2 separate regions of the Capra hircus genome follow, and region 1 is linked to region 2. Evidence: chromatin contacts called from public Hi-C data. All regions are on one chromosome and are shown on one strand. Each heading gives the region's core, a stretch centred on a gene start, on an enhancer-like site or on the middle of the called end of the contact. The rest is flanking DNA. Distances are from core to core; before and after follow the strand shown.

The links. Hi-C and Micro-C count contacts between places; a contact is called where the count stands out from the background.
Region 1: a Hi-C map of liver shows a contact between it and region 2, with 5 times the contacts expected there. The contact joins two enhancer-like sites. A contact is called at or near these places in 3 of 5 Hi-C or Micro-C datasets (blood and liver).

The regions. Positions count from the first base shown.
Region 1 is chr19:18,662,296-18,665,838 of ARS1.2, forward strand. No RefSeq gene overlaps it. Among named protein-coding and RNA genes, the nearest start is that of WSB1, 27 kb to the left of the region's middle. Within about 2 kb of position 1,921, at least 1 of the 5 cell types and tissues checked has an H3K27ac peak or open chromatin away from gene starts, as enhancers often do.
Region 2 is chr19:18,573,414-18,576,680 of ARS1.2, forward strand. No RefSeq gene overlaps it. Among named protein-coding and RNA genes, the nearest start is that of NF1, 48 kb to the left of the region's middle. Within about 2 kb of position 1,753, at least 2 of the 5 cell types and tissues checked have an H3K27ac peak or open chromatin away from gene starts, as enhancers often do.

The sequences.
Region 1 (3,543 bases), core at 671-3,170, 89 kb after region 2:
TAAAGAAGATTCTAGATGCAATGCTAAGTCTGAAGCATGAGTCAGCATTCACCAGGTTGGGTGAGAGGGGTGGTAAATGTGTAAAAGTGTGAAGCAGCTTCTAGGCATTTTAGGGAACGTGAAGAAGTAAAAGTCCAGCAGTGCAGTTATGGTGTTAGTTCTGCTGATCAGCTATGTGACATCACAGGAAGAAGTACCAGAGAGGCCAAGGCAAGAGGCAGGGAGAATGGAGAGGAGCCGGTGACATCATTAACATTTTTTTCCCACTTTGCCGCATAGAATTAATTATATTATCATTTATAGTCATCACATGGTATTTCAGAATGTTTTGGCTTATTCGGTAATAATAATAATAATAACAGGCAATATTCACCACAATCTCACTAGGACTGGGTGTTATTTTGTCCAAAAAAGATATGGTACCTAGGGTGTTTATAGACAGCTGCTTCCTCCCAACGTCCACATTCCCAACACAGTCCCTGAATGAAGGGGAAAACTCTTGAAAGGTGGATGAAGTGTTACGCTGTGGAGAGGACAGGACCCATACAGACTGGTAAAGTCAGCCAGAGTCATGGGGGTTTCGCCTTTAGGCTGGAAACATTACTCTCTTTCCATCGTCTAATATAAAAATGTTTCCTTGAGGCAATAATAGGATTTCAAGAGCAAGAGGTACAGGCAGAGAACATATAACCTTGAGTAAAAATGTGTGAGTGAAAAAAGAAAGGTGGATGGACAGAGGTCACATTCTCCCCATAACATCTCACTTATAGTAAATATTCCCCACCATTTAACGTCACCAACCTCACTCCCTCTACCCAAGCCTCCTCTTGCATCCGCCTCATTGTTTGTGATTGTTTCTGCTTCTGTCTAGTGGTCAGACTGTGCATCTAGACCTAAAGGCAGGGACATTTTCCCATCTGGTTTCTGGGAGTAAACAGGGACACACAGTATGTGGCTCAAGGGACCCCAGAAGGTTCTGTGGACTGGTCTGAGCACCTTGCCTCCGTTCCCCACCACCACCGAGGAGGCTGGTTGCTAACTCTCGTGGAACAGTCATCCTGAGGAAGAAGAATCACCTGCATTCAATTTTATTGGGGAGCAGGATGGGTATTGTGGCAGGTTCTTGGGAGCACAGAGTACTGGGGAGAAAGTGGACGCAGGTTCACGTCCTCTGTTTCTCTTTTCTCACCCCCAGTGCCTGGCCCAGAGGAGAATGGGCACAGGGGCTCCAAGAAACCCTGCAGTGTGACTGACCCACACGGGTCACTTGCAGCCATCTGATGGGACTCCGGACTGTGTATTAAGACAATAAGCAGACACACTCCCAGCAGAGCCCTGTGGCGGTGGGGAGGGCTTGATCTGCATTTGGAGACAAACTGTTTATCTTTGTCTCTGCCTTAAAAGGAGGGAAAAGGAACTACATTACCAAACTAGGACGCAGGGCCACTAGCCTGCAAAAGGAAGGCTTTGCAAGTGCCTGGTGGTCCCCCACAGAGGACTGTCAGTTCTGATGGCCAGGGGGTGGTGGAGGTGTTTGATGGCCAATAAAGAATCTAGGAGGAAGTTTCCCTGGTGGCTCAGACGGTAAAGAATCTGCCTGCAAAGTGGGAGAGCTGGGTGTGGTCCCTAGGTCGGAAAGATCCGCTGGAGAAGGGAATGGCTAACCACCCCAGTAATCTTGCCTGGAGTGTCCCAAGGACAGAAGAACCTGGTGGGCTGCAGTCCGTGGGCTCCCAAAGAGTTGGACATGACTGAGTGACTAACACTTTCACTTTTTTCACTTTGAGGTGTGCCTGAAGGACCCCAGGGTCTGTGCACAAGGGCAGAAGCTTTAGACTGGGCTGGTTCCCGACTGGGGATGAGGGGCAGGCCAGGGAGCTGGGGAGCAAGTGGCGAGGGGGGGACCCCAGGAGGCTGACTCCATGCCCTGAGCCTGTCAGCCCTGTGCCATCACAAGATGGTAGAGAAAAGTAGCAGAAGCCTGCGTTCCTTTGCTCTCACAGTCCCAACTTTAGAAAGTTAGTCCCTGGAGATGTCCCCACAGTGAACCATGGATGTGTACTGTAAAGGTAAAACCAGGAAGCTTCCTGTCCATCCAAGAGGGCAGGGCTAACTCTCTGTGGGATGTCAGGAAACTTTACAAGAAGGAGACAAAACTGCCGGCTGAGAACAGAGCAAGTTCTAGCACGGTATGCTCAATTTATATTAGTAGTTGAAAAAGCTTGGAAGGATTTACACCAAGGTATTATTAACACCAGTGAGGTGTGAATTAGGGGAGGACTTTCATTCTGATTCTAGTTTATATACTTCTGTCTTGTTTGAACATTTTACACCAAGCTTTAGCTTTTGAATTCTTGAGGCTATCTGTTTCTTTCTTTTTAAAGTATATGTAAAAATTAATTTTTATTGGCATACAGTTGTCTTTTTTAAAAGTTAATTTTTGATTGGAGTATAGTTGCTTCTTTTTTCTTTTTTAAGATTTATTTAGTTATTTAATATTTTGGCCACGCTGGGCCTTCATTGTTGCTCTTGGGCTTTCTCTAGTTGCGGCGAGCAGGGGCTACTCTCTCGTGGAGCACAGGCTCTGGCGGGCGAGGGCTCAATAGTTGTATCTCTTGCATTGCAAGGTGGATTCTTAATCACTGGACCACAGTGGAAGCCCTTTATCATTACTTTTTTTGGGGAGGCCACTCTGCACAGCATGTGGGATCTTAAATTCCCTGACCAGGGATGGAACCCATTCCCCTTGCATTAGAATCACGGAGTCTTAACCACTTCCAGGGAAGCCCCTACAGCAAACATTTTTAAAAAGTCAATTTAGGGAATTTCCTGGTGGTCCAGTAGTTAGGACTCCACGCTTTCACTGCTGAGGGCCCAGGTTCAATCTGATGGGGGAACTAAGATCCCATAAGCCACATGGCTTGGCCTCAATATAGCATTTAAAAGTTGCTAAAGACAAATTTCTGCCTTCAGTTCTGTGAACAAGTCATTACAACAAAGGCACAGAGCACCTACCTGCTTCCCCCTTTATTCGGTGCGCATTCTCTAAGGTTGGGAGCATGAGGGGGTGGGGAGCATATGAGGGAGTGGAGGGCATGAGAGGCCTGGGAGTTGAACTGCTCTGCACTCTGCCATGTTTCTTGGCACATAATTTAGCCCTTCTGAGCCTCACTGCATTCACCTATAATGCAAGCTCAGAGCTACCTCTGATGCTCTGAGGCCCCAGGGAAGTAGAAGTTGCAGCAGTCCAACTCCACGGCCAGGGCAGCGTGGGCTCAGAGCCAGACCCAGGCTCAAGGTAGGGGAAAGAGGCAGGAAGGAGACAAGGAAACAGGGGTGAAGATGAGCTCTCATTTCTTCTGGACTCAGGCTGTGGGTACAGGAGGTCTTCATGTCACTTGGGTCCAGGGGTTCCCGCCCTGATGCTGACCCCACCTTCTCCAAGGTCAGGCCTTTCTGGGCCTCTCCAGGCAGCTCCAGCTAAACAGACCTGGGCTGTCTGGGCTGCGCCTAGCTCCCCTGAGACCGTGTAGCTCACACCTT
Region 2 (3,267 bases), core at 503-3,002:
ATGAATGGGTAACGAAAATGTGGTACATACGTGCGATAAAATACTCCCCAGCCATAAAAAGAACCAAATAATGCCATGGGCAGCAATATGGATGAGCTTAGAGAAGATCACGCCAAGTGAAACAAGTCAGAAAGAGAAAGGCAAGTACCATATGCCATCACTTATGTGTGAAATCTAAAGCAGAGCACAAATGAGCTTATCCGTGAACCAGAAACAGACTAACATAGAAAACAGACTTGTGGTTGCCAAGGGGGAGGGGAGTGATCGATTGGGATCTGGGATTAACAGATATAAACTATTATGTACAGGATGGATAAACAACAAGGACCTACTGTATACCGAAGGGAACGATATGTGATATCCTATGATAAACCGTAATGGAAAAGAATATGAAAAAAATGTATATATGGGGGCTTCCCTGGTGGCCCAGTGGCTAAAACTCCATGCTCCCAATGTCTGGGGCCCAGATTCGATCCCTGGTCACGGAACTAGATCCAGTGTGCCAAAAGGAAGACCTGGTGCAGCCAAATAGATAAATAAATAAATATTAAATTTAAAAAAATGTATAACTAAATCACTTTGCTGTGCAGTAGAAATTAACACAATGTTGTAAGTCAACTATACTTTAATAAAGTAAATTTTTTAAAAATCTGGTATACTGAGTGAGAAACTTAGTGTAAAAAACTTAACACTATCCCTCCTCTTGGTCTGTTGTACCAGGTTCTGTGCTAAGAATTTTCACACACAGTCTAGTTTACTCTCAAACAATTCTCTGGGGAGGTATCATTTCTGAGTTTTATTTTATAGCTGAGAACCGAGGCTCAGAGAGGTTGAGGAATTTACCTAAGCTCACACAGCTGGCAAGCACCGACTAATTGCACAGCTCCAAAGCTTTTGTTCTTTCAAATATGATACTCCGCTCCCTTAGATAATGCTATATATCTGGATCTTTTAAAATGTGGAATAAGTTGACTATATATTTTGTGGTCACTCAGCTTTCTAATCTGGATATACCTCAAAGGGGAGACCTGTAACTCGTGCCCCTGCAGCACAGAAACCTCTGGACACTTCTTTTGTTCCAAATGGCTTTGCAGGAACATAAGCAGAGTCAGTTCTTAAAAGGACCAATCCTTTTAACCCTGGACAGTCTTTTTTCCCTAGAGTCAGTTGAAATTTCCTCTGGGAATGCAAACTAATTTTAACAAACCGTAATCAAGAAGAGGAATTTGCAACTAAAAAAGAGCTCTTCATGAAAATGAATTCTTTGACTCTCTTTTCTGTTAATCTACATACATCATCAAACAGGAAGTGAAAATAATTGTGGGATTAAGAGATATGGGGCCTGAAGGTGTTATGACCTTCCACAAACAATCTTAATTTTAAATTCTTGGTTATCAGCCACTTTGTCTATGCCAGTTCCCCCCCCCCCCATTTATAATAAGGATGGTTCTCTGTAGATAATGTAAAAGCAGTCATCAAATGCAGTTCACCACTGTTTATACATCTGTGTTTTACCAGTGAAATAGATGATACATATCTAGATACTACTCCTGCATATGCCACCGTGTACTGGATGACCTTGGATAAGTCACATAAACCCATTGGGCCTTACTTTCTTTATCTCAAAAATGAGGGATTTGGATGAAATCCAAATTCACTTTGTACTTCGACTCTCTAATTCTCATTGTTCTGGTTGCTTTAAAAGGACCTGACCACCATGCAATCCCAAATATATCCAGAAGAGGTCAGAAGAACTCACTAAAAGCCCTGAGGTCTACATTAATTCCAGTTACCAGTATAAATACAGGTTTATGGGAATCCCTATTCTCTGTGTCATTTCCCTGATTTTAAAGGTTGGATCAGGTATTAAGGCAGGTATTTTTCTTGAAAGATCAAAACAGAGACGCATTGTCTGCTTTGGACCTCTTTGTCAAACGTAAAACCCTTTCCCAACTGGTGAGCAAAGGTAAATTGCCCGTCAGAGGTGATACAAAGGTACAGGGGCAGTTTTATACTTACAGCCAATAACTTAGAGACAGTAAGCTTGTTAGAGAAAACCCCATCCATCAAGAATCTTTATTGGAGCACTTCTCCTGTGGCACAGTGGGTAAGAATCCACCTGCCAAAGCAGAAGACACCGGTGCAACCCCTGATTCGGGAAGATTCCACATGCCTCAGAGCAACTAAGTGCATGTGCCGCAACTACTGAGACTGAGTGCTGCAATTACTGAAGCCCGTGTGCCCAGATCCTGTACTTTGCAACCAGAGAAGCCACGGCAAAGAGAAGCCTCCAAACTACCACAAAGAGTAGCTCCTGCTCTCCACAACTAGAGAAAGCCTGCACAAAGCAACAAAGACCCAGCACAGGCAAAATAAATAAATAACTTAAATATATACGTAAAAAATCTTCATTGGACTTCCCTGGCTGCCCAGTGGATAAGAATCTGCTTCCACTCCAAGGGGCACGGGTTCAATCCCTGCTGCTGCTGCTGCTGCTAAGTCGCTTCCGTCGTGTCCGACTCTGTGTGACTCCATAGATGGCAGCCCACCAGGCTTCCCCGTCCCTGGGATTCTCCAGGCAAGAACACTAGAGTGGGTTGCCATTTCCTTCTCCAATGCATGAAAGTGAAAAGTCAAAGTGAAGTTGCTCAGTCGTGTCTGACTCCTAGCGACTCCATGGCCTGCAGCCTACCAGGCCCCTCTGTCCATGGATTTTCCAGGCAAGAGTACTGGAGTAGATCACCATTAAAATCCCTCATGCCACGCAGTGCAGCCAAATAAAAGAGTATGTAAGTTTACGATGTACAACTTAATGAACTGGTACATGTATATAGTGAGACATGACTACCACAATAAGATTAGTTAATATATCCATAACCTTTTGTAGTTAAAATTTGAAAACTTCCTGCCACAACGAGGTTGGACCATTTCTCTTCTGATTTCATCAGAAAAATTATTTGGGGAGATACACCATTACAGAGACAGAGACTTTTTTTAAGTATGCTTAAACCTTGCTTTTTTTAGGCAGAACCTGGAGAAGTAGTTTAAATGTGAATAATGGCGAAAGAATTCGAATTAAAGAAAGCCCTGCGGCCAGGTAAAGAAAATGCCTACATATTGTACTTAGAATTTAAAGTTTGGAGTTCAGTGGCTCAGTTGGTAAAGAATCTGCCCGCAATGCAGTTGACCTGGGTTCGATCCCTGGGTGGGGAAGATCCCCCGCAGAAGGAAATGGCAACCCACTCCAGTATTCTTGCCTGGGAAATC